Regions from separate parts of the Zea mays genome. Here region 1 is linked to region 2. A link is a contact called in public Hi-C data. All regions are on one chromosome and are shown on one strand. Each heading gives the region's core, a stretch centred on a gene start, on an enhancer-like site or on the middle of the called end of the contact. The rest is flanking DNA. Distances are from core to core; before and after follow the strand shown. Region 1 holds the start of LOC100502467. Region 2 holds the start of LOC103636319 (BTB/POZ domain-containing protein).

Region 1 (5,819 bases), core at 2,569-5,068, 160 kb before region 2:
GCTTCATCGGGCTCGGGCCGGGCCGGGACGGGCTGCCCATTTGGACATCTCTAAATCTACTAGACATACCACTGATGTTTCACCTCGATGTTCTGAAGAGCTGCCTACCTAGAGTTGTCACAGTCGGGTGCGAGTGAGATCAATGAGTGTAAGAATATTCAGAAACATGTGTGTAACATATGGGCTCTAGTAGGCAAGGCCTGTAAATAACAGTATATTTATGATGGTGGTGGTGTCATGGTGTAGTAGCAATGTGGACACGCGACTTACATACTACGTATTACAACAACATCCTTTAGTCATCATGCATATCCTTATTATATAACACGTTGGATTGGTTCGGTGGCTAGTTAAATAAATAAATGGCGGGGTTAATAATTAAGATGAGTAAGTATATATATATAATGATGGGCTAGCTATAGCAAGCTAGCTAGACGTTCCCGGTGACGGGGCAGCCGGTGGCGCAGACCATGGCGTCGTTGGTGCACTTGAGGAGGCAGACGGGCAGCTCCACGGGGTCCAGGTCGACCAGCGGCTGGTAGCAGTCCAGCATGCAGGAGGTGACCCCGGACCCGCAGCTTGTCACGCACTGCGTCAGCCCGGCCAGAGGAGTCGACCGGCGGCCATCTCGGCCGCCGCCGCTGTGGCGGTGCCAGCTCTGGCCGCGGTGGCGCTGGTGGTGGTGGCCGTCGTCACGGTGGTCTGCGCTCGCCACCGTCGCCGCGGCCACCAGCACCAGCAGAAGCATCGTCGCCGCGACGACTGCCTTCATGGTGTACGAGTACGACCGACGTTGTTCGGAGACGAAGGTGCAGTGCAGATCGGAGATGCGCGCTAGCTGCGTCGTTGGGTTGGGGACTATTTGCGGGTCTGTATATAACTATATATACACGCAGCGCGCGCCGACGCGACCGCAAGGAGCAGGACGGAGCCGAGCTGATAGAGTGTTGGTGCTTTGTTGCCTGCGGGGAAACGTACGTGCTTGTGCTGCGCATGAGAGATGTGTGAAGTGAGCGTCGTGCCCACACGCCACAAAAAGCAGCATAATCTGCGTGAGCGGAACAGACACTACCGTCTCCTGCTGCAGGTGCTAGCGAGCTCATCACATGCCACATTTCTTTGCGTCACTGCAGTCGGTTAGAAGATGAGAACTTGTTTTGAAATAATAATAACCTTATATAAAGACAGATGCTTCATCTAACATCAAGTTGAGATGGCCGAGTTGGTCTAAGGCGCCAGATTAAGGTTCTGGTCCGAAAGGGCGTGGGTTCAAATCCCACTCTCAACAATTGTTTTGATCTTCTTAATTTGTTAATCCAGATTTTGTTTTTTTAAATGGTTGAGTTTTTTTTGTTTCTCTTCACATTTGCCTACCTATATTGCTCTTTATCGTTTTACAGAGGATTAGGCATAGGAAATCTTGTATTGCATCCACTACAACGTAGGTCGACAAACAAACAAACAAAAAAAACGAGAAAAAGAAAAAACGGCCGGATAGCAAAGCAACGGTGTCGTCGCCTCGTCGGTATTCAGCAGACGTCAATGCAGCCAAGGTACTCGGTCTCGCACCCTCGGGCTCGGCCGCTGCACGGCGCCCGGCTCCCTCCTCCGCCCCGCCGGCGCCCCCACGTGGTGGCGCTGGCGCAGCCCGACGCCGCGGCGCACGCCAGCATCTCCGTCGTGCACCTGCCCACGCACTGCAGCTCCTCCGCCTCCCCGTCACCGGCGCTTGGCGCCGCGGCGGCTACCAGACCGCGGCAGGCCGCCGTTGGCACCCGCGTGGCCGCGATGAGGACGACGGCGAGTGTCAGCCACGCCCACGCGGCGAGCCTCCCGGTGGCAACGGCCATTGGTGATGGGTCGCGTAGCGTAGGTGCTCCTACGCGACGTGGTAGGACGTGTAAGGACGTAACGCAGTGCGCGTACCAGGATGTCAGTGTGTACGAGTAAGTAGGCCAGTAGGGTTTAGTTTGCTGTTCGGAGGAAAACGAAAGTGCCGTGAAGAAAAGGGACTACAACACCGTGATAAAAGGCCAGGTAGATGGGCTTTGCCGATGGGCCTGCAGCCCACGCTGCGAAGGGTCCATGGTCTCTCTCATGGGGACCATGACCAGCAAGCAAAGCAGCCCACGCTAATAATCCGGAAGCCTCTGCTTAACGCCAAGACCGAACAAGAACACAAACAATGTCTAAGCTGTGGCGACTTTACGACTGCACTGCACATGAGTAGAGTAGCTAGGACTGGTTCACAAAAGAAAAAAAAAATCTGAGAGGTAGAGGAGTGGGGGCCCACAACGTGGTCGGTGCATCGTGCGTGTCAGGGCGATGCTGGCCAAGATCTAGAGACCATGTGGGTGGGTAGAGAGTGGGACGGGCGTGAGATCCAAGGTGCCCGCCTCGCGTCGCCACGGGAACAAAGCTGCCATTTCTCACTAACCGACGCCCCATCATGTTTTACCTTTATTACTTTTTTTTGTGATCTGTATTCGCAGAAGAAAAATTGGTTAGCAAGCAAACTCGTAGTATGTTATGGCTATTTTCACCGGGCTCCTATTGGGCTGCTGCGCTGCTATGTACACAGAGATGCTACACCTCCGAAGGTTATTTGTGGGATTGGAGTCCGACTCGGAGGATTGCGACGACTGGAGGCCGGCGATGTATAATAAATCATTAGTACTATGGTAGCGTTTGATTTCTGAGCCGGTTGGAATAAAACGGCTCCCTTCCCGAGAGCGGTTTAGTACATTCTATTTTGAATAGTTAAATGGTTTAACATTTCAACATAATTTTCTATTTTTAAAATCATTATGTTCTATATTAAATCAATCTAAACAACAACAAATGAGGAACAGAGCGACTCCGTTCCACTATACTTCGAAACAAAATGCTACCTAAGTGCCTAGGTAACATCGGAGAACAAGAGAACAATACAGGTAGGTAGTCCGTGCGTTTGTTTAGGCAAATAGATAGTAGTAGTAATGTATGTTTGTTTCGGCTTATAAATGATATAATCTAGATTAATCTGGATTATATAATCTAGATTATAATCTATATTATATAATCTAGATAAATTATAATGTATATGTAGTTGTTTTGTTACCTAGATTATACGAATACATATTATTAGATTATTAGAGGCAGGAAAGGGAGATAAGAATACCGCACTGTGGGGTGAAGGAGAGATGCCCGTGCGTTTACCATATGGGAAAGAGAATGGCATATTTTTTTAAATTTGCAAATATTATCATGTATGGTGGGTTTTTTATAAAAAATAATCCTAAATAAGCTCTTCTTAGTGAGATTTTGAGATTATAGTAATCTGGACTTTAAAATATATAATCTACACCTATAATCTACGTATTTGTTTACCTATGCTGGATTATATAATCTGGTTAGATTATAATATGAAGCAAACAGGGCTGTAGTTTAAACGCGGACAGTTTTTTTCATTTGCACCAATGCCTCCGGGGGGAAAAACGGGGCTATTATAGGTCGCCAATTTTCAGGATCCGATCCTCCACGCACGTACGAGCAGCAAGGCAGCACGCTATACAACGTGCTCCAGGCAACAAGCAAGCCGTGAGCGACAGAAACGAGGGTGATATTTTTGCTCTGGCACACACATTTCTTCATCTGCGGACACGTAAATATATTTAAAAAACAGCAGGAAAAGGAAAGCAGGTGAAAAAAAAAGGAGGGGCTCGCACGAGAGACGTGGTCCACCTGCCCACCGGGCGCCTACTGGGGGCGGTTGTTGTTGGTATATTTGCGGTGGCCGGGGACGGGTCAGCACCGCCTTCTTCTCACCAGCCCCTCTCGCCTCACGAAAAGGCGCAGGCCAAGGCCAAGGCCAAGCCGCCCCCTCCCTCCTCTCCTCTCCTCTCCTCTCCTTTCCTCTCCACTCTCTGGCAGCCAAAGGCGAGGCCGAGATCCTGCGCGCGGAGGATGCCTTCCAGGTCCATGAGCCGGCTGTCCGTCGAGTCCGCCTCGGGCAGCGGCGGCGGCGGCTGCCGGGAGGCCGAGCCGGTGCTCTGCGCGCCTCGGCCGCGCAGGGCCCAGCAGCAGCTGGTCCACGTCCACCCCCGCGGCGCCGACCTCATCCTCGGCCCGCCGCCCTTCCTTCTCAACGAGGTACCCACCACCACCGCCCTTGTGCCTGGAACCGAGAAAGCAATCTTGTCTCCAAGCTCTCCCCCGCTCACAACACAAACACGTTCTTTTCTCGCAGAGCAGCGAGGAGGGTCGGTGCAGCTGGGCGGCGTTCGGCGGCGGGTCGCCGCCGGCGCGCGCGGGCAACCCGCTGGTGCACGACCCCAGCTTCCTGCTGAGCCAGCGCCACCCCGCGGCGGACCCGCCGCTGGAGCTCGGCTTCTTCGACCACCTGATCCGCACCAGCAGCTACGTTCACCGGCCGACGCCGACGACGTCGTATACCAGCACCAGCAGCAGCGGCAGTAGCAGCAAGAGTAGTTTTGGCCCGTCGTCGTTCGCGCCCGCCGTGAGGATCCAGGGGTTCGACGTCGCCGCGTGCCGGAGCTCCCACAGCGGCGGCGGCGGCGCGGGCGGCCGCGTTCTGTCCGCCGCCCGCGCGTGAGCTAGCGGTCGAGCTCCATGGTGTGGAGGGGCAGGAAATCAAAGAGGGAGGAGGAAGAACCTTGTGTACAGATTATCTGTCTGATGAGTCGTGTTCGTGTCCGCTGTACTAATTGTGAACACCACCACGTAGCATAGCATAGCATATAGCATAGCATATCAAAGACAACTAGGTCGGTCGGACGGTCAGCGCTCGTGTTCTTGTAGCAGTCGAGCTAGCGACTAGGCTACCGCGCGCCATGTAACGTACGGTCCTGCAAACAATACTGCACGTATAAAGATGGAAACCGTGTACATACCTATACATGTTCGTACGTTCGATCGATCCATCGATCGAGACGCTGGATGCTCGGTGGCAAGGATAGAGTGATGGCGCGGTTCGATTCTGGGAAGAAGAGAGGAAGGACATGGTGCGTGCCGTGGTAGGCGGCGGGCGGAGCAAGCAAAGTGGTAGTTGGGTCTCTCCTTCGTCGTTGGTTCCGCTTCCGTCCTAGACTCTTCTGTCTCCTGGCCCCAGACGCGGACTTGCCGGGACTGAGAGTGAGATCTCCTCGTTCCTGACCGCCGCGCCACGACCAAGTGTGGAGGAGAGACAAGGAGAGACAGAGAGAGAGAGAGAGAAGCGTGGCAGCCACGTCGCGTGGGGGGGGGAGACGGAACGAAGCCCAACCGCAGCCAGCGCCCTCGTTCGTCTTCCCCGGCCGATCGTGAGGGGAGAGACCCAGCGACAGCCGACAGCGAAGAGGCCGGGAGTCAGTCAGTGCTCGTGCCGAACCGAGGCGGCAAGGTAAATAAAAGGGGGTGACGATGACGTGACGGCCGCTTGTCTTGCCCTCGCTTCTTCTCCTTACCGTGAGTATATACTGTGTACATATACTATACAACGTGTTCGCTTAGTTTTATCCACCTGTTGAGGTCCCGAGGTCCACTCTCAGTCGGCTGAACCTTAAGAGCCTAGGCGCGTACAATGAATGTTTTAAGTTGTATCATACAATCTCTTAGCTATCTTTTATACTTGGAAAAAAACCGAACTGATGTCTCAGGATTGTAGGATTGTACATGCACTAACAAGACATCAACATAAGATCCGAAGACGAACCGTTCAAGGATTCAAAGGTTGGCCCGAGGTGTCAACAGCTAGCTACTCCTACGATTAGTCTGGCCAGGCCTACATAATATACGGTATACAATTCAAATCTTGTCGCTGATGACTCCAGCTCCAGATC
Region 2 (5,053 bases), core at 1,324-3,823:
CACCCCACGCCCTCCGGCCTGCATGCGCGCATGCAATTTAGTGAATTTTCATATTCAGCCTACATGCATGGAGAAGCTAGAAATTACCTTCTCTGGGGGATCAAGCCCGCACAAGTCAGGCGTCTGATGTATCGGCAACCAATCAGCCTCTATGTGATTTCGCGTTTATTATCCGCGTGTTTGCATTCCCTCTATTCTCGGAGTCCCAAAGACCCAAAGCATGCTATGATTGGTTGGGATCAAGATCCGCTAACGTTAGATGAAGACACTGACGCATGAACACCGTATGCGATAGGGCTACACCTACAGTTACGTTAGTGGATCCACGTTCGTTTGGTTGACGTATCATCTCACCCTGGCTCACGGACATGCAAAAGGCGCACCTTAGCTAGGCTGCGCGGGAACGTATGGTGACTACTAAACTCGTACAACAACCAATCAAACGGAATGATGATTAGAATCTTCCACGATTCCACCTCACTAGCAGCAGGTTCGGTTGATTAAGCTATTGTTGTGGATGCGCTAGCATGTTCGACGAAATTAATAGAAAAATGTACATATATCCTATATGTCTATATCTGTAACATTAAATATTTTGTCAAATTCACCATGAATATATATATATCTCGATTATAGTGCATTTATTTAGTGTTGTAGATGTCAATATATATCTATAAGACTAGTCAAATAAGTTACAGAAGTTTAATTTAGCACAAAACTAAAATGACAACAGCTTTAGGAATTTCACACAAAATCTTCTAGGAAATCTCACACCGGCCGGTCAGTTCAATCTGGCACGACGAAAAGGCACGGTATCGACACACTAAAACTCGCACAAATTCCAGATTAGAAAACTGAAGGTCTCAACTGCAGATGCTCTCCTGCTATATATACAAATTGAATAAAGCTAAACAGGGGAGACAATTTCTTTTTTTTAAAAAAACATCCGCGTTGTGAGTTTGTGACAACGCGCGCAGCAACCCCAACAGAAACATGTGGAGAAATAGAGGAGCAGAAAAACACTAGGAAATACGGGAGACACACACCATGGTGTACGAAGAGTACAATGTCCATGCAGTGCAGCATCACTTTCCAAAGTAGTATTTGGAGTATTAGTACACAGTATCCGATCCCTGGTACTAAACATTTTTTTTAAAATTTTTTCCCCTCGGATTTGACCTCGTGAACATTGCATGCAGAACCAAGAGTGTACCCACCTTTTTCTTAAAAGGAAAACTGTGGGAGGAGAGAGCTGATCGAGCAGAGAACCCAGTTAATAATTCGTATCTTAGAGATAACATCCGAAATGCAGGCATGGTGCGTATAAATGAATGCACCAGCCAGCAGATGATCGTCACAAGTTGAGAAGAAGAAATCAATGGCAGTCAGTAGGATCCAGCCGCTCTCCGGTCACCTCCACCCACGCGCCGCTACTGATCCGGCTGCGGCTGCCGGGAAGCAGCAGCAGCAGCAGCAGGTGTACACGGTGTGGATGAAGTCGCTGGTGCTGAGCGGGCACGGGTGCACCGTCTACGGGGAGGACGGCCGCGTGGCCTACCGCGTCGACAACTACGCCTGCAGCCGCAGCCGCGAGGTGTACGTCATGGACAGTGACGGCAGGACGCTGCTCAAGCTGCTCAAGAAGGTGAACGCACGCATTGCTGTATTGTTTTCCGTCCTTCTCTGACGACGAACGTAGCTAACAGCCTAACACTAACACTCGTTCTCTCCCTCCCTGCAGAGCTTCGCGGCGGTCGAGACATGGACGGGCTACTCTTACGGTTCCGCCGGCACTGCGCCGGCGGCAGGCCTGGGGCAGGAGGGCTCCGCCAGGCCATGGTTCAGCGTCCGGAAGGCGCCCCACCGGATCCTGAAGAAGAAGATGAAGAAAGGAGGGCAGCAGGAGCAGAACGGTGGCGCTGGCGGGGCTGTGGCGACGGCCTGCGTCGTCGGCGGGGACGTCGTCTACAGGATCGACGGCGCGCCGCGCAAGTCGGAGTTCAGGATCAGCGGCCCCGACGGCGAGGTCGTGGCGGAGACGAAGCGGAAGCAGACGGAGGCAGGGGTGGCGCTGGGAGAAGACGTCCTCAGCCTCACAGTCACAGTGGGCGGCGCTTCAGCGCACGCAGACCGCCTGCTCCTTGTCGGGCTCGTGGTCGTTTGCGGCCTCCTCGCCCGCTGCATCTGAATCTCACTGACGGTCGTCGTCTTCTGGACCTCTAGACGTTTTTGCACTGCTTGCAGCTGCACTGTTTACTCGATGAACACCTTCCATTCCTTTACAGTTTCCTTTTATTTTGCTAGAAACAGTCCCCCCCCCCCCCACACACACACACACAAAGCAGATGAAGGCTACATGTTTTTTTTTAGGAAGAAAGTCCACTTTCTTTCTTTACTTCAATTTTTGTCCATCGGCTGTGGAGTGTGGACTAGTGTTGTGAGTGGTATGATACTTTCTTTCGATGTAATTTCACAAATGTTCAACGAACGATGCGTTTTTCTCATCGTTTTTTTTTTGCCATTTAAAACCATGCTTTTAATATGAAGGGAACACACTGTTGGGCGTTGGCTAACTGTAGATCGCAGCACATTACCCGAATCCGAGCAATCATCATTTTTCGCCTTTCTTCTACCTCCCGACTCTCTGGCCTCTCCTGACTCTGCCCCGCCTCATCACTCCCATTCCACCGACACGCGGACGCGGCGTGTCGCGCGCCTCCGCTAAAACCGTAGCCCGAGGCCCGATGGCCGCCCCGCCGCAACCGCACCCACAGGCAGCGGAGGAGAGGGCCGCGCCGGCGGTTCCCCTGCCCACTGCCCCGGCGGGTCCGCGGCCGTACGACGTGGCGGTCGCGGCGGCGGAGCTCCGGCCGGTAGACTGCAACCTCGCCGCGCTCTGTGACCACGTCCAGGCGGAGGGGTTCGGGTTGGGGGCCTTCTCCGACCTCGTCGTGGAGGCCGCGGGCGCCACCTACCGCCTCCATCGCCTCATCCTCTCTCGTAGCGCCTATTTCAGGTGAGCTTTAGAATGCTGAACCTTGGCGCTCTCGCCGCCTTCGATTCCTTGGGGATTGAAGTGCCTACTGCGGTCTGATCGTCTGCAACTTCTCATAGTACTTATTAATTGGATTTCTATATGGACATTTTTGTCTTGGTTGAGACGTCTCCATCTCTCTCCTGTGAAATTTCCATGCGCTTTGATCCCTATTAAAATGTTTAGTGTATCCTTACCAAGTGATTAGGATTCTGGTCTCTTTTTGTCAGCAAAAAGTTACAGCCTGCAATTAGCATGCCAATTAAGATCTTACCCTCTTACAGAATATGTTAGATCTTCATTTACTCTATATATCATAGTGCATCCTTCGATGTCTAGTTTTCTCTATGACTTTCAGATTTCCATCTATGCCACGAATCATGACTGAAGCTAAAATTGGTCTAATAAAAGTCGGGAACTACCCACTACATAATTTTTCTGTTGAGATTCCAAGGCCAGAATTTGTGGATGGAGGTATAGCCATCAACCAATAGCTTGGCACATGAAAAATGAATTCATAATGGTTATGGTCCTTGCATCTTTGCTTGGTACTTGAATTGGACTTTGGTGCTCTGCTCTTGTAGTTGCCATGGATATGCATTGCTTACTTATCACTTGGCCAAACAAATGTAAACTTGTATATAATTATGATAGAAGTATCCAACATTGATTGCCTAATCCATTCTCTGTGTGTTTGTCTGTCAGCACAGAAGTCGCTCTCTTTCTGCAACCAAACTTTTACCTTTTGCTGTTTTCTTACATCAGTTCCCTACTACCACGTAGAATTTTCATGTATATTAAAATAAGTAAAATTATTAACAACTTATGTATAATGATGACTGGAAGGAATATGCTACATGGTCCTTGGAGAGAGGCGGGAGCACCCACAGTGGTTTTGCACATAGATGATGCCAATGTTGATTCAGAAGCAATTGCAATTGCGCTTGCATATCTTTATGGGCAAGCCCCCAAGCTTAATGATAACAATGCATTCCGGGTTCTTGCAGCTGCATCATTTCTGGATCTTCAGGTCTACTTGTCCCATTTTAATCATTTATTTATAATTTTCCTTTGTGCCTCGTCGTGCTGTATTATTTTGTCTCACATATGATATGTTCAATTGTAGGACTTGTGCACGATATGTACAGATTTTATTATTTCTGAGCTTTGGACATCGAACTTTTTACAATATCAGGTAAGTTCAATACTACTATGTTGAGTCAGATCAGATTTATTGAGCACTAAAATATCCACATTATTCTCCTTGATCATTTTTTGTTGGTTTCAATTTTTTGTTGTTGCTAGTAGTTGTTTGCTGAGAGTCAAGATTATGGTAGCCATGGAGAGCGTGTCAGGAATGCTTGCTGGGGTTATCTTTGTCAAAGTGCCACACTGGAATTGCGAGAGGTACATATGATTTATAGGACTTTATCTGATTAAATGGTGTAATTGTGTTGGTTGAAATGCCCTGCAATCTTTACAGAGATTTTCTTTCTTGGTTTTTAGAATTGTTTACTGTTACCTCTTACATCGCTCATTTATGATTGCATGTGAATTGAAAGGTTTCCTTACTCCCCCTGTTCTTTTTTATTTGTCGTGGCTTAGTTCAAAAAAAGGGTCTCTAGCCTAGTGGTTAAGGACTTCCGAGTAGCACCTCTAAGTCCTGGGTTCGATTCCCCTCGGAAGCGAATTTTCAGGCTTGGTTAAAAAAATCCCCTCGTTGTGCCCCATCCGCTCTCGGGTTACGATGTCCTGTGCGCCACCCTCCGGTTAGACCGTTGTAGAGTGGACAGTTGACGCCGGTCCGTTAGTGATGGGGGGTCAGGGTTCGGGGATTTTCTCGGCCGGGACCATTATTTCGGTCTCTTCTTAATATAATACCGGGAGGGCAGTCTTTCCCTCCCCGGCCGAGTTTTTTTTAGTTTAAAATGAACTAGCGGACGACAAATATTCGAGAACGGAGGTAGTATTAGATATTGATAGAGCTCATTTATTAATAGACCTTATCACCTATGCCTT

Evidence for each region. Hi-C and Micro-C count contacts between places; a contact is called where the count stands out from the background.
Region 1: a Hi-C map of leaf shows a contact between it and region 2, with 6 times the contacts expected there. The contact joins the promoter of LOC100502467 here to the promoter of LOC103636319 in region 2. A contact is called at or near these places in 3 of 25 Hi-C or Micro-C datasets (ear, leaf and tassel).

The regions. Positions count from the first base shown.
Region 1 is chr8:166,191,452-166,197,270 of Zm-B73-REFERENCE-NAM-5.0, reverse strand. LOC100502467 reads left to right here and starts at 3,818. Exons shown (of 2, transcript NM_001151696.2): 1 at 3,818-4,131; 2 at 4,229-4,870. The coding sequence starts at 3,946. The coding sequence ends at 4,594. It overlaps LOC103504720, which reads right to left and starts at 843. Exons shown (of 1, transcript NM_001297627.1): 1 at 189-843. The coding sequence starts at 772. The coding sequence ends at 431. It overlaps TRNAL-AAG (transfer RNA leucine (anticodon AAG)), which reads left to right and starts at 1,208; the gene lies at 1,208-1,288.
Region 2 is chr8:166,035,274-166,040,326 of Zm-B73-REFERENCE-NAM-5.0, reverse strand. LOC103636319 (BTB/POZ domain-containing protein) reads left to right here and starts at 2,573. Exons shown (of 13, transcript XM_008658671.4): 1 at 2,573-3,016; 2 at 3,881-4,064; 3 at 4,161-4,229; 4 at 4,343-4,441. The coding sequence starts at 2,745.